Linked DNA regions of Mus musculus: region 2 is linked to region 1. Evidence: chromatin contacts called from public Hi-C data. All regions are on one chromosome and are shown on one strand. Each heading gives the region's core, a stretch centred on a gene start, on an enhancer-like site or on the middle of the called end of the contact. The rest is flanking DNA. Distances are from core to core; before and after follow the strand shown. Region 1 has its middle 52 kb from the start of Olfm3. Region 2 overlaps Olfm3 (olfactomedin 3).

The links. Hi-C and Micro-C count contacts between places; a contact is called where the count stands out from the background.
Region 2: a contact with region 1 is called in a Hi-C map of cerebellar granule neurons, with 1.9 times the contacts expected there. The contact joins two enhancer-like sites. A contact is called at or near these places in 5 of 484 Hi-C or Micro-C datasets (cerebellar granule neurons, cerebral cortex, embryonic stem cells and 2 more).

Annotation. Positions count from the first base shown.
Region 1 is chr3:115,025,310-115,032,951 of GRCm38.p6, forward strand. It overlaps a transcript of Olfm3 not described here. Among named protein-coding and RNA genes, the nearest start is that of Olfm3, 52 kb to the right of the region's middle. Within about 2 kb of position 2,917, at least 33 of the 459 cell types and tissues checked have an H3K27ac peak or open chromatin away from gene starts, as enhancers often do. A contact at or near this core is called in cerebellar granule neurons, where this site is marked.
Region 2 is chr3:115,100,032-115,107,016 of GRCm38.p6, forward strand. It overlaps Olfm3 (olfactomedin 3), which reads left to right. Exons shown (of 6, transcript NM_153157.3): 4 at 1,773-1,992. Among named protein-coding and RNA genes, the nearest start is that of Olfm3, 23 kb to the left of the region's middle. Within about 2 kb of position 5,015, at least 1 of the 459 cell types and tissues checked has an H3K27ac peak or open chromatin away from gene starts, as enhancers often do. A contact at or near this core is called in cerebellar granule neurons, where this site is marked.

The DNA.
Region 1 (7,642 bases), core at 1,667-4,166:
GCTGATTGCCAGATCTGCCAACAGCAGAAACCAACACTGAGCCCCAGATATGGCACCATTCCTCGAGGTGACCAGCCAGCAACCTGGTGGCAGGTTGACTACATTGGACCACTTCCTTCGTGGAAAGGACAGCGTTTTGTTCTTACTGGAGTAGATACTTATTCTGGTTATGGATTTGCCTTTCCTGCACGTAATGCCTCTGCTAAAACCACCATTCACGGACTGACAGAATGCCTCATCTATCGTCATGGTATTCCACACAGTATTGCTTCTGACCAAGGAACTCATTTCACAGCCAGAGAAGTACGACAGTGGGCCCACGATCATGGAATACACTGGTCTTACCACATTCCCCATCATCCTGAAGCAGCTGGGCTGATAGAAAGATGGAATGGCCTTTTGAAGACGCAGTTACAGCGCCAATTAGGTGGTAACAGCTTGGAAGGCTGGGGCAGAGTTCTTCAGAAGGCAGTATATGCTTTGAATCAGCGCTCGATATATGGTACAGTTTCACCCATAGCCAGGATTCATGGGTCCAGGAATCAAGGGGTGGAAAACGGAATAGTTCCACTTACTATCACTCCTAGTGACCCTCTAGGAAAATTTTTGCTTCCTGTCCCCATAACTCTAGGTTCTGCTGGCTTAGAAGTTTTGGCTCCAGAGAGGGGAGTGCTCCTACCAGGAGCTACAACAAACATTTCATTGAACTGGAAGCTCAGACTTCCCCCTGGTCATTTTGGGCTTCTAATGCCCTTAAACCAACAGGCTAAAAAAGGAATAACAGTGTTAGGAGGCGTGATAGATCCAGATTACCATGGGGAAATTGGATTACCTCTTCACAATGGTGGTAAGCAAGATTATGTCTGGAGTGCAGGAGATCCCTTAGGGCGTCTCTTAGTACTACCATGTCCTGTGATTAAAGTCAATGGGAAACTACAACAGCCTAATCCAAGCAGGATGACAAAGGACGCAGACCCATCAGGAATGAAGGTATGGGTCAATCCTCCAGGAAAAGAGCCAAGACCTGCTGAGGTGCTGGCTGAAGGTGAAGGAAATACAGAATGGGTAGTAGAGGAAGGTAGTTATAAATACCAATTAAGGCCACGTAACCAGTTGCAGAAACGAGGATTATAAAGTAATATGAATGCCCATTGTAAATTTACTAATGCGTTTGCGATTGTACGAGGGATAGTTATATCATGTTAGGCGTATTTACAACCTTGTTATTGTTTCATGTGAACATGAGATATTATTTGTGTCAAGTTGACAAGGGGTGGATTGTAGTGGCTATTCCTGGTTGTCAACTTGACAATATTTGGAATGAACTACAATCCGGAATTGGAAGGCTCACCAGTGACCCTTATCTGGAGGCTTGGAGATCCTTATCTGGATCTTGGTTTGAAGATCTTGAGCCATAGTGGCTATGGATTCCAGAAGATTGAATCTCCGAGTTAAGGAACACACCTTTAATCTGGGCTACACCTTTTGCTGGAGACAATATAAGGACATTGGAAGAAGGGAGTCTAGCTCTTGCTCTTGCTCCTTCGCCTGCTTGCTGCGTGAGACTGAGTAACTGCTAGATCCTTGGACTTCCATTCACAGCTGCGACTGAACCATTGTTGGGAATTGGGCTGCCGACTGTAAGTCATCAATAAATTCCTTTACTATTTAGAAATTATCCATAAGTTCTGTGACTCTAGAGAACCCTGACTAATACACATATATACATTCAAACATCCATACACCAACATTCTGACTGAACTTTACTGTCTGTCACAATCAACTCCACAAGTATTCATGCATGCTTATATACATACACATATACCTACACACAAACATATAGACAAGCAAGTAGATGCATTTGGATGGAGTGATGGGAGAATTGGGGAAAGCTCCCCAAGCCGAACTATTCAACCATCAACTTTGTTTTTTTTTTCCCTGTGGTCTTTTTATACTTTCTGAGACAAAATTTCTTTAGAAAATTACCTAAAATCGGAGCTACAGAGGATGTTAATATTAAGTTCAAAGTAGTAGTTCATTATAATAAATATACTCATTAAAAGTTAAAAGCAACAGTTTTTTTTCACGGCCCGGCTTTATCATAGTGCACACCTGTGACTTTATACTTGGACCCAAATATTTTTTTCTTGAACATATAATTTCCGCATGTCTAGTTCTCTTCTTAGTGTAATTGTGAAAGCTCATTGTATTTTTTATTCTAAACTTCTTCCTTAAATATGCAAAAAGTAAAGAGTAAGTGTCAAAACCAAGCAGTCCTTCGGTATCACAAATCACAAACAACATCTGAAGTCACAACAGAAAACTACATTACATAAAATCGAAATCCAACATCATCTGCTCATCACTAACCTGGCACCCTGGCTGGAACTCTGGTCACTTTGGCTTCATGCTCCTTCTCCTCCACTCCGTCAGGGAAGTGACCCCACCTTCAGTCTATTTCAGTCACATTCAACCCTTTCTGCCAGGCTGAGCTAGGATTAATTAACCTTGGTATATGACCTACTTATCACAAGGACACCTATTTTGGAAGCCATGACTCCCCTTATAGTATATTTCCTTATATTCTTGTGCCTAAGAACTCTGAGTTATTCTTATGAAGCTCTGGCTGTGTTTGTTCTCTGTGCCTTCATTTCGTCGTTCTTTATAAGCATCCTTTCTTTTCCTTTCCAGATTGAACTCTGCTGTCAGCCATTTCAAATGAATCCCTACTTTCACATTAGACTTTTCCTCTACTATGTTCTCCTAAAATATTAGTCTTATACCCCTTAGCATTCCCCAGCATCTTCTTAACTGGCTTCTGTTGGAAGTTACAGGAATGCAGTAGACACATGCCTTCAGAAGTCAAATTTCAAGTGAATCACCACTGTGGCTAAGAGACTCTCTCTCTCCCCAGACTGTGCTAAGTCCATAGACCAATTGTGGTTAAATCTCCATAATATACACCTCGCATGGGATCCTACAGCATGAATCATGAAACCCAAAATAGGCTGGTTTCTGAGAATTGACTCTGACTGGAAACTTGAACAAGTTCCATTCCCCAAAGATTCAATTTTCTTCATTTAGAGTAGGATCACTTACTATGCTCACTCCACAAATCCATTCAAAACTTTAAATGACTTAGTACACGTAAATCACTAAGCTTGGTCCTGGCAAGTAATAGAGCTTAAACAAACAGTATTTTTTTCATTGATTACTACAATTAGAATCAACCAACTGGTGTTTCCTTAACAGGCTGATTTTTCCTGGAGCTTCCCTTTCTCTTGTGTGTAGGATAGCTGATGATTTCTTGGAAACATTTCTCTTTTAATAGTGGTTTTGGCCCTGCCTAATCTAAATTATTTCCATATTCTTTTTAGTTTCATTTATATTTTCAACAACAACACCCTCCCTTTCATAGTCCCTTTACTTTTGGGTGACAAATTCTCAATTTATTCATTTCCTCTCTTTGAGTCTACTTATTTCAAGCTTCCACACCATCTGTCCTATCTGTGTTGCTGCCAAACTTGTAGAAACAGATCATCTCATGATGCCTCCAGTTTCTCAGAATTTCCTGCTTCTCAAATTTAAGCCATATAGTCAAAGCTCAGTCGGGGCTTATTATATAAAATAGAATTGGTGGTGGTTGTATTGAAAACAGTCTCCTATATTATCCAGAAGTTTTTGTCTCAATCTGCCAATGCCATCCCACTTACCAACTACACACTTATTGTCATAGAACCCACCTCATTTACCTCTCTTCTATATAAACACTTCTGACCACTGACAGCACTGGCTTCTCTTCCTCTTTGAATCTTTCTTTCTTTTTTTTTTTAAATTAGATATTTTCTTCATTTACATTTCAAATGCTATCCCGAAAGTCCCCTAAACCCTCCCCCTGCCCTGCTCCCCAACCCACCCACTCCCAATTCCTGGCCCAGGCATTCTCGTGTACTGGGGTATATAATCTTAATAAGACCAAGGGCCTCTCCTCTTCTGCTACATATGCAGCTAGAGATGTGAGCTCTGGGGTACTGGGTAGTTCATTTCTGGTCAAAGATGGCTTTAATTTAGTTCTATCTTCCCTCTAGTAACTGATAATTTTATTCATATTGAACACTTTGATTCTTCTTTCATTAAAATCATGCACTAATTACTATATCACTCCAGAATTTCTAACTCCAGAATTTCTAAGCTTAAAATAAAGGATATTGTACCTTCCTACTTTATCATTAACACTTCCAAATAAATCAAAAAACACAAGTCATCCTGCATAGTACATTCCATTTTTGATAGCTATCACTATCCTCTCAGTTGAGATGTACAACTTATCTTTAACATCTTTCCTTCCACCTGCTCCCACAATAGCCTGTTTCTCATGTCTTCAAATCATTATGCTCTTCTAACATACAAACCATTTGTCACTTACTCTTATATTATTCTAGTTCAAGCTGGAAATGTTGCAATAGCCTATTAGTTTGATGTTCTTCCTTCAAAAACTTCTCAGCTGTTGGCCTTAGATGTTATTGATCACATTGTTAGTCATCTTAAAGATGTCTGTAGGAGCTAGAGAGATGGCTCAGCAGTTAAGAGCGCCGACTGCTCTTCCGGAGGTCCGGAGTTCAAATCCCAGCAACCACATGTTGGCTCACAACCACCCGTAATGAGATCTAATGCCCTCTTCTGGTGTGTCTGAAGACAGCTACAATGTAATCACATACATTAAATAAATGGATAAATCTTAAAAAAAAAAAATATTTTTTTTTAAAAAAGCTGTCTGTAAACTCTCCACATCCACATTTTTATTACTGTGGACTCATTCTCTCCTTACATTCCTTTCGCATTTTTGAATCTCTGCATATACCTTTCAACAGCTTCATAAGCTCCATACAGCCTATCCATTCTATATCAAATATCTGCCCCATTATCCTCCAAGCTTTTCCTTGCTATTTGTGTTTTTTTCTACTTCATCTTACAGTGAATCTTTGTGCATAATTCAAGAACACACTCAAATATAAACTTCCAAAGAGCTTCTCAAGTCTACAATTGCTGTAAAAACTGTTTAGTTCACAGTTCTAAAGCCTCTAATGAAAATGCTTGTCTTGCCCAATATTAATCTTAACACATGTATTAAATGGTGAGATTTCATCTTCCTTTTCTTTGTATTTTTTCATACTATAGAATAAGATTGAGGAAAAATAGTAAATTGTTTTGTGTAAATGAGAACATGCATGAGACTGTACTCAAGGAAGAACAGGGCTAAATGTCATTACCAAGCTTTTAATTTCAATTCCTTTTAAAAATATATCCAACTGATTGTTGAAACATAAGCATCAGTTTATGTAAAAAAAATCTGACTTTTCACTAACTCTCTTAATTTTTCATTTTAGAATGGTTTTCAAATATTAACTTTTTTCTCCAAACATCAGCCACTAACACACATGATCAATGCTTTTGTCACCTCAAATGACCAGCATATTTTAAAGTGACAGCATTACAAACTGAATGCAGTCATTTCCCTCTTCCCTTTCTTTTACCTGCTCTTATTACCTCTCTTATTACCTCTCTTATTTGACAGGACCAATTCCAGGTATCATGGTATAAGCTGTGCTAGGAAACTCCCCTACTACAAATAACATTTCCTTGTCCAATACTTAAGTGAGAAATAGTACCATCAACCTAACAAGTGTGGAGGCGCTGAGTCCTGCCAGCAGCAACTGGAGTAAACTATAAAGCAGACTTTTCCCATTTGTGCTTTAAGATGTGATCAAAATCCCATGTTTGAATGTAAGAGTTTAGAAAATTTAACGGATAGATCACCCTAACTGAGCCAAGATTCCTAGATTAAGAAACTCTGACATAAAAAAATATTTGCTGTTCAAAACAAATAAAAATTTGTTACTGGCATCATACCCTAGATTTTGAGTACTGAAGACATTGTTGCCTTATAAACTAACCTTTCAAGGTGTGCCAACCTTTCATAGAATAAACTTATTGGTGTCTATTTCCTCATAGTATATGCTCTCTACATGTCCCTGACTTGTAGTGAAAAATCTCAATATAATTTAACTTAGTATTGTTAACATTATAGCTATTATAATAATATTTGGTATTTTATATTTGGGAGAAGTTGTCATGAACAATGACTGCCTAGAGAGAAACCTTAATAAATGTTGTATATGTTCTAACTGGTTGAAGATGGCAAGTAAGACTGCCTAGAGTATCTTCTCTCTGACTAGCTACTCACCTTCTCTTTCCATTTCCTTGACTCTTTCTACTCCCAAGGCACATTAATATTGAAAGAGGGTTGTTTACCTCACAATGCTCTCAAAGTATTCAAGTGAATGGAAGAGTCTTAGCTCTCCAATTGTATCGAAATGCAAAAAAAAAAAAAATATTGAGCTTGGTGAAAAAGAAAGATGAAGTAGTTTATACGTTGGAGGCCTCTTACCAAAAAGATCCAAGTTTTGAATGCAAAGGAAAAGCTTGAAGGACATTCAATGTTTGACACCAGTGAATGCATGAATGCATACGTGATTTTTTTTTTTTTTAAAGAAGAAAAAAAAGCAGAGAGCAGCATGTTTTGAAGAAAGTTTTAATGGCCCGGACATAAAAATCAAGCCAACCACAACATTCCCTTAAGCCACAGTACAATCCAGGAAAAACCACTGAGTCTTTTCAATTTTGTGAAGATCTGGACAGGTGAAAAGCTTTGGGCAGAGTGTTTGAGGCTAATGGAGGTTGACTTCTGAAGCTTAAAGGGCAAAAAGCTGTCTTTACAATGTAAAAACTCTAGGGTGAAGCAGCAAGTGCTGATATCAAAGCTGTGATGTTATCGAGAATATCTAGCCAGGCTAATTGAGACAATGACTGCACTACAGAGTAGTAGAGTCGCAATGTGGACTAAACAGCCTTATCTTAGGAGATGTCCTGTAATTCTGTCATGTCTATGACATCAGTGAGAGATTTTAAGCTTCTAATGCCATGCAAAACATACTTTGGTGGTTGAATAGAGTTGCTAATTTTATTTTGGAGCCAACAGTCACCTGCCATTCTAGGAATAAGAGAATCATTAAGACTCATATGGAGTCTCTTATGTGCACACATCAAGTCTTTCCTGAGAGTATACAGTATGGTGTACTGAATATTTCAAGTATGCGTGAGACTTACAAACCAGAAACATAAAGCCAAAATTATATCTTTCAAAATAATGCTGCTTATTGGAAGTGCAAGAAGTCACTGGAGAGTTTGATGAATATAAACAATAAAATTGTATTAGTTATTTTTTTTATTTCCGAGATAAATTATTCAGTAAAAGTGGGGGAAGATGTACAATGGCTGACAATTAAGTATTCAATCTGTCATGGAGATTAACCATTCAGATATTAATATTATCTTCATGCTAATTAAAACAGCACCCATGTGTATGCAAGAAATCCTAATATACTTTAGACTTTCAAATCTTACAGTGTAATAAACATATTCATAAGGCTGCCTGTGTCATAGGTATTAACCCTTTCACAGATGTGAACAAGGCTACACTAACAAGGTCTAGAAAGGATTCAGTGGTCCAGATGCTAAAAATACTTGGAATTCAATAGATTGAGTAAAAATATCAGCAGTAATAAGAATTTGAAAGAGTAGG
Region 2 (6,985 bases), core at 3,765-6,264, 77 kb after region 1:
CAAAGCCAGATTTATAGTATTGTATTTTTAGTTTTATATATATGATATATACCAGGGTTCTCAACAAGTGTCCAAAGCTTCAAAATTGATTGTCAAAAATCTAAGTAATTTTTGGAAAAGTTAAAATATTTCTTAATTCATCAAAGAAAAGAAACTTCCAAAACTTTGACATCAGATTCCTCCTTTGAATACACACACGCGGTAAAATGTAGAGTGTTCGATTGTGGCAGTTATTATAATTTGCAGCAAATCGTATAAGCAGAACTCTTATCATTAAAATTCTAATGAAACAATTGTATCTCCCTTTAGGGGTACTGCAAGATGCTTAAACTAATACATTTATTTCAAGATGGACCTGAAATGAGCAAGCTCTGCAGTTCTACCTTTTGACTGCAAACGTTACTAATCTTTTTCATTACTGAGATTATTTTAATCATCTCATTCAACTTGTACTTACAGAGAAATTCAAAGGTTTCCAGGTTTGAAGAGCATGTAGAAGTCTCCCCACCAGAAACACAAGCCCATTAATCAGGGGAGCGATGGGAGCTTCTGCTACTCGAATGTATTTATAGTAATAACATTTTCTAAGTGTAATTTAAAAATGCAATTTTCAGCTCCTTAAATAATTATACAGTATGGCTTCTGACAGAGCCTATGGGTTATTCTCAAAGGATCATTCTTTGGAACTCTTTCAACAGATTATATCATCTGCAATAAATTCACAGTTAACTCAAGCTCTTGCAATACTTTTGTTGTTCATATCTACCAAGTTAAAGGGAAAGAAGTATGCATGACAAGTGCAGAAGTTGGAGCTAGAAGTGCAGGTTGTGTCCCAGGCTTGTGATGACGAGGAATGGGGTACACTGACAACATACATTGCTCGGTCCCTTGACAAAAATCAGTGTTTTAATGTTGAACAGCTCTGTGCAAGTGGCCCAAATGTTATGTAAGTTATGCAACTTGTTCTATTAAGGAGTTAATTCACTACATGGTGGGTAAGTAACTCTGCTTTCTGCAATGGCATCTTAATTATCTATACTAGAAGACAAATGGACACTTAGTCTAGTTAATAATTCAAAATTGAAACAGCAGCATACATCTCGTCAACTTTTGTGAAGCTTTGTATGATTTATCATGCAGTTGAACTTACCTTCCTAATAAGTTGTCCTAAGGTGACTATTCCAAAGGACAGAGAACACCTGAGCACAAATGAAAGACAAAAACAAACACCAAAAACACCAACAACTGTCCCTAGAAACAAGGAGTCAAGGAAAAAGTTGATCTAGAATTGAGAATTTTCCTTTAGATAGTTCTATGGTGGAGGTATTCAGTTGTGGAATAATTAATTTTCTCTAATGAATAAGATCTTTTATTTTTTTCCAGTATTGTTATTCAATACATCATTAGAAAATGGGATCATGTCTCAGTTTCAAAATGAGATGATGTATTATTCAGGTTATAAAATACTGGCAGAAAGTAAGATAATCCAAAAGACCATAATTGCTAACTATGGTAAAGATCAATTTATTTTATAGCAATTTATGTAATCTCTCAAAAAAGAGGTTGCTGTGTTGACAAGCTGAGATAGGAAAATTTATTACCAAGAGTCTTGTGGCCACTTACATTACCAAAGCCTATCTGATGTTACCCAAAATATAAATGAAGAATTTTGAAGCTGTTTTAATAAGCTCCTTTTCATGTCTTAATTCAAAGAACATAGCTGCCTTTTGTGTTTTGAATGACTCTTGGAAACACTCTATTGCTTTCTCCAGGAGTTGAAAGAGAAAATGGATGAGCTACTGCCCCTGATCCCAGTGTTGGAGCAGTACAAAACCGATGCAAAGCTCATCACACAGTTCAAGGAAGAAATTCGGAACCTGTCTTCAGTCCTCACTGGGATTCAGGAGGAAATTGGTGCCTATGACTATGAAGAACTTCATCAACGGGTCCTCAGCTTAGAGACCAGGCTTCGTGACTGCATGAAAAAGCTAAGTGAGTAGAGTTCTTTCATTGGCTTAAGTCATGACCTTCAGTTTCCATAGAGGCTATATTCTTAGAAAGAAAGAAGTTAGGGTAAAGGACCTAGTTATAGAGAGTCAGGCCTGAATTACAGGGCCAAGTGTCTCTTAGTCACGTGAGCATGGCTGAGAACTTTTGTTTAAGTTTCTGCCATCTCAACTCTCTGTGGCTTCCGATACTAGTGCTGTGGCTATAGGCAAGTGTGTTAGCTACAGAACTGGGTGGAGTTTGCCTTTTTCTAAATATGATACAGCCAGCCTTGTTTGGCTGGCAGAGAAAAAGCTTTCTTCTATTTGTTGTTGTTGTTGTGTTTTGGTTTTCTGTTTGTTTGTTTGTTTGGTTGGTTGGTTGGTTGTTTTAGTTTTTTAGATGTTTGTTTGTTTGTTTGTTTAGTAAATTAAATGACCAGGACTCAAACTAAAAGGCAATGTTCTCAGAAATAAATAAAATCTTTTCTGGAATAATTAAAAGATAAGAAGCATAATATACTTAAAATTATTATTTGCAGCAAACCAGGCTTCAGTGGATAAGTGCAAAAGTTTAAAATAAAACATGTGCGGTTACAAAAAAAATTTGGACACCATTTAAAATGTAACTCGGACGATTAAAAATAAGCCAAATATAAAATATTGCTTTAAATGAGTTACCACAACCACCAAAATACAGAACCAATTATGTGAGGAATTCCCACATCAGAGGCTCCACTATAATCATCTCAATTATCCCATAGGAATCACAAAAAATTAATTAAAGGAAATAGGGTGAATAGGAAGGTTTCATGAATGCATAGAAATTTTCAGCTCTTCTGTAACTGAAAAATATTTCTTTTCATGCTACATATTTTGATCCTAATTTTCTCTCTCCCAACTCTTCCTAATCCTCTTTATCTCCCTGTATCAAATTCAGGGTGTTGTGCTGGTTGAATTTAGTACTCTAACACATGTACTTCAGCAATCATATATAACTAACTAACATATCAGACTAAACATATCAAATAATAACATCATTATTCATCTTTCTTATTTAACAAGGTATTTGCTGTTTGCTTTAGCTGAGATGTACCTGTAAACACTGAATCAGGAGCAGTACCTTAGTATCTGTGAGGAACCGTCTCCAGAGCCCTCACAAATACCCAGGTTTACAATTGTGAAATCTTTTTTATATAGAATAGTATATAGCTTATGCATTCCTTCCCATATGCTTTCTGTAATTCCTAGATTCTTTCTAAACCCAATGGTGTCTAAATTTAATATAAACATGGATTAGGTAAAAATGACAAGAAAATTAGTCTATACATGCTTTCTACAGATGAAATTGTTTTCCAAATACTTTTCTTTCCTGCTTGTTTAAGTTGAAGATGTGAAACTCATGAAAATAAGGAGCAGACTGCAATTCTACTCCTTCACAAACTCTTTCCAATGTCAGAAGTCATTCTCTCCTTGATACTCAGTATAGAGACCAATTTTACAGAAAAAAATAATAATCTGACTTTTTGTCTGAAAAAAAAAAAATCCGATTCTGTTCTTTCTGTCACTTAAGTGGATTAGCCACTTAGTGAACATCTCTAAACAGAGAAATTTCAAACAGAAAAATCTACACAATACAGGGAAGGTAAGTTTAGATGATTGATGATATATGGATGATAGATATTATAGATATGCAGATAGATAAGTGACAGATAGATCACAGAGAGAGAGATAAAGATATAGATATATGGTAAAAGCATATGCATGGGTACATAATAGATAGATGGATATATATGTGTGGACAGAGAGAAACAGAACATGTGAAAGATAATTTTAAATATCATTTGCTATGTAATGACTGTGTTTTAATATTGCACAAGAATAATTTATTGCCATTGTGTTTCATGATGTGTACTTAATGAAAATAAAACATGAATTCTGCCATGTGATTTTTCTTTTCTTTTCTTTTAAACTTATTTATTTATTAGGTTGGATTTCTTATATAGTCTTGCTATGTAGCCCAGTCTGGTTTTAAGTTTCCATGCAGTTCAGGCTGGGCATAAGTTTGCAATGATCTTCTTGCCTCGTTCTAAGTATACACACACACAAACATATACACACATACACACACACACCAACAAAACAAACAAAATAGACAAACAAAAACATCAAATCATAGGATATCAGGAGGGAATGAAAACAATAATTAATTAACAATGTGTCCATTAACACAAAGGATAGAGAGTGAATATAATGAGTTCAATATGCCAATGGATCTAAAATCAGCTTACTATAATGCTCAGACACAGAGAGGGGGAGGGGGAGCCAGCAGTGTAGTATAACAGGCAAGAATATTCACTTCATCAATAGCATCTTTCCTCTTCACAAAAGCCACTCAACATACAGCTGGTTAGCAGAGGATAGAAATGAACTAGGCATTCAGAATAAAATTTCAACAATTGTGAATACATTTCCCTCAATTTTCTACCCCCAGAGGAGTTTGTTTGAAATTAAATGTCATGCGTACATCACATAAATCTGAAGACTAAAATCTACACCATCCTCATTTCAATCAAGGATCCACCCAATCAGTAAACAAGGCCCACAGGGAATTACAAGTCCTACAGGCTACAAAGGCACTATTCAGTTTATTTCTACAAAAGAATTAAAGGTTTAGAGAGAATAGAAATTAGACAAATGCTTCCACAGCGATACACCCTCTTGTCCTAGTGAAGTACAATGATATATATTTTTTTCTGAAGGATTTCACTCTTTCCTTCAAGGGACTGAATAGAATAAAGTCCCCTGTGCTTAATTAAATCATATCAGATTTCTCGACACACAGAATATAATTGTATGCATGTGAGAATATGCCCGAGCAAGCGTGGTTAAAAGTCTTACACACCCCTTGAGATCACCAAGAGATATTTAATGGAGATTATAACCAGGCTTTTCAGCCTGCCAGGCCCCCATCCCAAACCATTCCCTTGTGATGTTTTTACTTTAGGGCATGATTTGGTGCCCTCTAGTGAAAGAAGGGATCGATCCTTTTACTAAAGGAGCCATTTAAGGTCAAGGTGTCGATCTCTTACTATGCTATATATGGAGAGTTGTTTTTTACAATGGAAAACAATTTTTCTAAGTGCTAGTAGCCATGTTTATATACTCAGAAGATATTTTTGACTCCAAGATATGTGCTAGCCCTTTATAAGAAACTATCTCTCTGTGTAAACCAGCTCATCTGTAAGCAAGCACATAAGTAGGAGGTTGCAGCAAGACAGAGTACATACTGCTTTGACAAGTAGTATGCCAGATGTTTAATACATTTGTTTTAATCTCTGAAAGAACTCCGGGTTAGGCATTAGTATTGGTGATTTAATTAAAACGTGGACAAATTCATAAACTTCTATAGACTATAAGGTTTATAACAAGTCCACGTCTGTCTTAATTGAAAATTAGATATTGTTCCCACACATGACATCTTTTGTTGTGGTATATCCAGTCTTGGATATACACACAACATATCTCCAACACATTTGGAAAAATCAGTTTCTGCAAAGGTTTGAAGAGAGGATTTTATCATTAAAATAATTTATTTTTAACTCATATGACAATATGGTGTGTGTACATGTGGTGTGTGTGTGTGTGTGTGTCTATCACAACTCAGAGAGCATTTGAGGAAAGACAAATTATAAAAGCACTATGCTAGTTCTCACCTGTTTTTATATTGCATTATTATTAACTTTTTCTCTTTCCACAATGGGAATTTCAGTATCTCACTGTAAAATACCTAATAGTTTGTTCTATGTAACATTTAAAGGGAAAGACAGCAAAAATCTCAAGAGACTGGGGAAATTTTTAAAAAGTTAAGCTCTAGCTCACTGTGGTAGAAAAGTAAGATTTTAATCAGAAATCTAACATAGAAAAATTTGAGAATATGTCTCTAGATACAGTTGAAATACACCCCAAAAAGTCGTTTGAAATAATTTGCCAGAATCTGTCATATACACCCAAAAATATCCTCATGCCATGCACATGAGATTGATTCTTCCTGAGCTTTTGAACTGAAATAATTTTAGCCAAGGTTTTTAGTAATCAATAAACTTTACTATAAATTGATTATCATTAATCTTTCATATATTTATATACTCTTGTGACTATACTTAAATCACACAACATATATTCCCAGGAGAAAGTACAAATCTCTACATTATCATCGATTTCATTACACTACTGTCTATTCAGTTTTAGGTTTAAATATATTTTTACTTTAAGATATATTTCTAACTGAATTTATATTTGAAAGGTAAATGTATGAGTTAGAGTACTTCCTTAACTAAGAAGGTAAAAGTGTATTTTCTGAGAAAAGTTGAGTTATTATACACACACTTACTTGTTCTTATCCCCAGTGGAAGATCATTATAGCTAGCCCAATCCTTAGCAGCATAATCAGCAAGTCTGGGTACAAAGATCAAATTTAAATGATATAAGTATACATAATAGGTCTCCCAAAGTATGGCTGAAATAAACTTCCTATAAGAATTATAACAGACTGTAAAATTAAATCATGTGTATTTCTTACTACATGAGTTCCCCCATAGCCTTTAAGAAGAAAGAAATAATTTTCTGTCCATAGAAATAGTCCCTGCTCTAAGTTATATGTGTGGGTTTGGCCTAAAGATCCAAAGCTAGAAGCTCTTAGACTAAACTATAGTAAAGCACATTCATATGCTAAAGAAAAAGAAAAGAGAACACGTCAATGATCTAAACAAATTCCTCAGGCTGCGTCCTAAATTGTATCTTTTCCTCAAAGGGTGATAGGTGATAACTGAAATAGCTGCGTCCTAAATTGTATCTTTTCCTCAAAGGGTGATAGGTGATAACTGAAATAGAAAATGAATGCACAAAACTCATCAGAGAAATAAAATGACCACTTTTCTTAATAACTTATTCTATATTTTTTCTGCACATATAGAATATTGTCCATGCTGACATTTCCA